Linked DNA regions of Neogale vison: region 2 is linked to region 1. A link is a contact called in public Hi-C data. All regions are on one chromosome and are shown on one strand. Each heading gives the region's core, a stretch centred on a gene start, on an enhancer-like site or on the middle of the called end of the contact. The rest is flanking DNA. Distances are from core to core; before and after follow the strand shown.

What was found. A called contact is a pair of places that touch in the nucleus more often than the background predicts.
Region 2: a contact with region 1 is called in a Hi-C map of fibroblasts, with 6 times the contacts expected there. The contact joins the promoter of SLC36A1 here to the enhancer-like site in region 1. A contact is called at or near these places in 2 of 3 Hi-C or Micro-C datasets (fibroblasts and muscle).

Annotation. Positions count from the first base shown.
Region 1 is chr1:273,983,759-273,986,638 of ASM_NN_V1, reverse strand. No RefSeq gene overlaps it. Among named protein-coding and RNA genes, the nearest start is that of SPARC, 33 kb to the right of the region's middle. Within about 2 kb of position 1,523, the one cell type or tissue checked has open chromatin away from gene starts, as enhancers often do. A contact at or near this core is called in fibroblasts, where this site is marked.
Region 2 is chr1:274,175,124-274,178,003 of ASM_NN_V1, reverse strand. SLC36A1 (proton-coupled amino acid transporter 1) reads left to right here and starts at 1,478. Exons shown (of 11, transcript XM_044231101.1): 1 at 1,478-1,588.

The DNA of each region.
Region 1 (2,880 bases), core at 274-2,773:
CCATCCTTCACTGTTCCACATCTGCTTCTCTAAGAAGCAAATCTCTTCTGAGGGATGAGATGTTGATAAAGTATTTCTGTTTTCATAGGAGTCTTCTACAGACACACTACCCTTACCCATATGAAAGAGAAATGCTTTGATTTGGGGGCATTGTGATGGGTTTCTCGGGGCAGATCAGGGTGCCCCTCAAAGTACATTACCCACTCTGTTCTTCATCTATACAGTGGACACCGGGGTACACTGGCCCAATAGTTCTTAGTCCTAGCTCAACTTCTAATGTCTGTGTCTTTTTCCCCTTTGAGAAGGTCTCGGTTTCCCTGTCATGACAGTAAAGGAGCTGGATTGGGTCATTACTGCCAGCCCCACCATTTGTAAGCCTATACAGGCAGGGAGGAATAAAATGATGCACTGACCCCAAAGAAAAGTTCTGATTTTCAAGAACTTCTGAAACTAGGAGACACTAAGTTTCCTCTGACTCTTTTTGCTCTCAGCTACTTGGGATGGCTTTCATCCAAGTACAACACCTTACAGTTTCAAAGGTGTCATCACTGCCCTGACTCAAGTCAATATTTGTTCAATAAGTAACTGTGAATGTCTATAAGGTCCCATGTATTGTGCTGATTCTATGGAATAAGCTTAATCTGCCAGCTGCTGGAAAAAGGAAGAGTGTATTCAAAAGGAGCATAGCTTCTTGTGGATGGGACTTGAATATAAGATGGGAGTGAATAGAAAGGGCCCATGTTTGAAAATAAGATGAGCATTCAATAACAAGAAGCAGCCAACTTTGGGAAGGTCTAAAGGCAGCCTATGCAAAGGCCCTGAGGTAGGAGCTAAGGCGCCTAGACCAGTGTGAGGATCAGCAAGGTCAATGTGTTTGCAATTTAATGAGCCAGGGTGATGGTAGGACATAAAGTTAGGAAAATGAGGCTTGATCATGCAGAGAGATATATGGGTTTTATTTTGGGTGTGACAAGAAATCATTAGTTTTTTGTTTTGGGGTTTGGTTGTTTGGTTTGTTTTTTTTTTTTTACATTTTAGAAAGATCATACTGGCTGCTGTAGTATGGTCATCAGCGTCACTTTGTACCTCTCATGGGCACTGTTCACAGCACCATCAATGTAATCAGAGCCCCCTGGAGTTGCGTAAGGTAAAGCAGCCTTGACAGTCTGCCCCAACCCCCACAAAACTTCCAGTGCTCACAGTCCCCTATGCTAAGTGGTTCTGGACGGAAAGAGTCCAAGTCTTCCTCAGAGGGCTTTGATGATGACAATCCTCTGTCATCTTTGAGAAGCAGAGGGGAACTCTGACTCTTCCAATGTGTCTGCCCTAATCCCTGTAGGCATTCGCTTCTCCCAAAACTTTTCATCTGCAAGTTCGAGCCAAGTGGCAGCAGACGCTCCCTCACTCTTACCTCTCTTCAAGCTGACACCCTCTAAGCCTTTAAGCAACATGTAACTCCCTCATTTCAGTGCCCCTTGGAAGGGAGCAGCCAGCAGATTAAGTGATTCTGGGATCCAGGCGCTGAGGAATTCAGGGCCTCTCAGATTTCTTGGCAGGAGTTACAAGTACATGCAGAGACTCTTCTTCAGAACAAGTGAAAATAATTCCTTCCAGGGGCAGAAAAAGGCATGCTTTTGGCAAAGGCCTTCATAAGATGTTATCTCAAGAGACCCTCATAGGAGCCCCCGGGAGGGAAGGCAGAAGTTGCTAAACCAGGTGGGAAAATTGATGGGCAGGCAGGGAAAGACTTACAAGATTCCCACAGTGACTCGGGAACTGGAACTGGAACTGGGGCAACCTCATGTGATTTCTACACTCCTTGGGCTGGAGGGAGACGGGCAGAGAAGGGCCATTTAACTGTGGGACATTTGTATCGTGGAATGGGATGCAGGCTCCAGAAGGAGAGAGGCAAATATACATCATTGCTGTGGAAAGATTACTAGTGATACTTTAAAGTACAAACAAAGCACATAATAAAATGTATAATATAATCCAATCTGTGTAATAAAATGTATATTTTATTAAATGTATATTTATTAAATTATACATATTATTTTATTAAATGTATATTTAATTACAGCACCTGGCTGGCTCAGTCAGGAGAGCATGGGACTCTGGATCTCAAGGTCATGAGTTCAAGCCCCACAATGGGTGTAGAGATTGCTTAAATAAAAAATTTTTAGAAGTATGTATACAGATGAATGGATAAAGAAGATGTGGTATATATACACAATGGAATACTATGCAGTTATCAAAAGAAATGAAATCTTGCCATTTGCAACGACGTGGATGGAACTAGAGGATATCATGCTTAGCAAAATAAGTCAAAAAACTATCATATGATCCCCCTGATATGAGGAAGTGGAGATGCAACATGGGGGGTTAAGGGGGTAGGAGAAGAATAAATGAAACAAGATGGAATTGGGAGGGAGACAAACCATAAGTGACTCTTAATCTCACAAAACAAACTAAGGGTTGCTGGGGGGAGGGGGTTGGGAGAAGGGGGGTGTAGTTATGGACATTGGGGAGGGTATGTGCTATGGTGAGTGCTGTGAATTGTGTAAACCTGGCGATTCACAGACCTGTACCCCTGGGGATAAAGATATATTATATGTTTATAATTAATTAATTAATTAATTAAAGTATGTATACATATATATGCACACACAAATATCTTTATGTATTATATTACAACATTTCTCCAGAGGGACACCCCGGGTGGCTCAGTCTGTTAAGTGTCTGTCTTCAGCTCAGGTCGTGATTACAGGGTCCTGGAATCACGTCCCTCATCGGGTTCCATGTTCAGCAAGGTGTCCCTACCACACTTTCATCACAGACAGAAAGTTGGGGGCTCAGAGACGAGAATGAGGTAGTCCTGCA
Region 2 (2,880 bases), core at 229-2,728, 190 kb before region 1:
TGGTGGGTTATGACAGGGATGGAATGAACTCACTGTCCTTCCTATTTTAAACTGAGCATGAATCTGCATTCTTTTCTCTTTCCCTGGTGAAATGAACCAACGGGTATATTTTTAAAAACATATGCATCGGTTATAGGACATATAAAGATTTTAAATGGATATATATAAAGTAATGTGTGCGTATGAAGTAATTTAGACAGTATAGACAGTGAAGAGCAGAAGTCTTAAGCAAAACAGTAAGTACTGCTATTCACGACTCTATATTTTAATACCACAAATCTCTGTATGTCTCTCTCTACAAATAATTCTATAAATACATAATACAGGATATGGAGAATAATACATGCTGGTAACTGTGTAATTCTTTGGAGAAGAGAGTGAATTTGGAAGAAGGGAATTTTTCACTGTTTATATATTTATATATTGTCTAACATTTCTAAGAATATACTCATGTATTATATAATTTTTACTTACTATCTTAACAGCTTCATGGAGGTATAACTGACATACAATAAATTGCACATATTTTAAATTTTTTATTTCTTTTTAAACTGCACGTACTGAATGTGTATAATTTGATAATTTAAATTTATATTCACTTGTGAAACCATCACCACTATCAAGGTAGTGAAAATATTTGTCACCTGGCAAGTTTCCTTATGACCTTTCATAATCTCTCCTCTCCTGACCTCCCCACCTACTCCCAGGCAACCACTGATGTGTTTTCTGTCACTGACGATTATTTAACATCTCCTATTTCTAAAATAGGAAATAATGGAATATGGAAATGGAATAAATGGAATATGTTTTCTGATTTCTTTTACTCAGTACAATTGTTTTAAGACTTATCCATTTTGTAGCCGTATCAGTAGTTTATTCTTTTTTGTGTGTGAATAATTACATAATTTTTATTTTATTTATTTATTTTTTAGTTACATAATTTTTAAAGGGAGAATTCAGGGCGAAGGAGGCAAGAGAAAGCTAGATAACACATACGCCTCAAACATCCTGAAATGTTGCCATCCATTTAAAAATGTTACTTAAGTGTTTAAATATATTGAAAAGATAATGTTTCCTTACCTCACATAGTCCCATTTCCAGGAGCAACCACAAATGGGTTTGTGTAAGCTTCGAAAAACCTGACTAGGTGATTTTTTTAAAAAAGATGTCTTTTTTTGTATTATAAAAGCAACATATGCTCCCCGCGACGTGGTAAGGAAAACGCCGCGTGTGTAGACAGGAGCTCAGGGCTCAGGGGTCAGAGCTCAAGGGACTCGCCGGCCGCGCTCCGAGCTCAGCGCCCCGCCCCGTTGTCCCAGGCCCCAGGCCCCCCGAGCACCGCCCTGCCTGCAGTGACAACAACTGGTCGCCAGGTGGTGCTGCGGCGCCGGGTTCCGGAGCTTCGTGACACAGAGGAGCTACCGCGAGCGGGGACACGTGACCCGGGTCTCCGGCTGGGGCTCTGGCGTCACGTGACGCGGCCCGGAAGCCGCGAGCCCCGGCAGCTAAGGGGGATGGCAGGGGCTCCGAGCTGAGGCGAGGACAGGTGGGCTGCACCGAAGCGGGAGCCGGAGCCGGAGCTCGAGCGGTGAGTCTTCTCGCTGACCGGCCGGGGCTGCCGGCGAGTCACTGTCTCAGGCGGGACCCACGTCGTCTTCCTCGGGGGCGCAGCGGATGCTCGGGGTCAGGCACTGACCGACTTGGGGTGCGGGTCCGAGTCTCCCCGGCTTCCCATCCTCAGCGGTGATAAGATTCGGGCACCCCTCCCGGGATGAGGCGAGCACTGTCTGGCGGCACTGTCTCCCTTGACCTCCCCTTGCCGTTTGACAGGTGGGGAAACTGAGGTATCGAGCTGGGAAGGGTCAGCCAGACGACGAGCCAGGGCTTCTTCCACGCTTCCCAAAGGGGCCCCGTCGCCTCGGGCAGGTCACGCGCCCTCTGTGAGAGCCCTGCTTGGGGGACTTGCGATGGTGGGTCTTCGGGTCATAGAGCTCCAGAACTGGGACCCCCTCCCCCCCGCCGGTGCAGCCCCCTTCTAGGACAGTTGGGGAAATCGAGGCTCGGGGCTTGCCTAAGGTCACGCAGTGAGTTAGTGGCAGCCCTGCGACTAGAATCCAAGTCTCCCCAGGCTCCAGCAGCGGCTTGCTTTTCAGCACACCGCCTCCTGCAGACAACTTGACGTGTGAACGGCACCCTCTCCCGTCCTCTCCTCTTCTGGCGCTCCCTTTTTTTAGCTCTGCATTCTCCATCCCCGGATTGGCTTGATTCTGGGTGTGGTTCCCTGTTTCAGTGTTCACGATTTTTTCTGCAGCCTCATCACTCTGTAGGTTTTGCTTCCAACGCCCTGCTATTTTGTGTAAATGGTGCCGAAATACGAAATAGGAATTGGAGTAAGCTCCTGGGTGGGTAGGTGGCTCCCAGCAGGGGTTGTGGAGAGCCCTGGGGTTAACCTGAAGAATGTAAAGCCCCGGCTTTAGTTTTTCTGTAGCTTGCTTGTCTCATTTGGAGAATGTTGGCTATTTGGATGCAACCATTGGAGGTTTGCTGAAATGAGATAGCGTCGTGGCATGACGGAAAGAACCAAGACTGGGGAATTGGGAGATACTGTTCTAACTCTGACACTCGCTTTGCAACCTTGGGTGACTCCCATCCTGGAATACAGTGATGGAGTTGAATCTCTAAGGACCTCTTCTGCTCTGACATTCTGTACCTTTAGCTCTGTTTGCCTTCTAACCCTAGCGGGTTTTCCCCTGTGTACATTACTGTCGCCTTGTGACAAGGGTTAATCCAGTTGTCCAGGAAGCAGTCTCCTTACTCCACTCATTTCTAGGTTACCATGAAATCCCCCTCTTTCTTCTTATCTCTGTATTAAGTCCAATC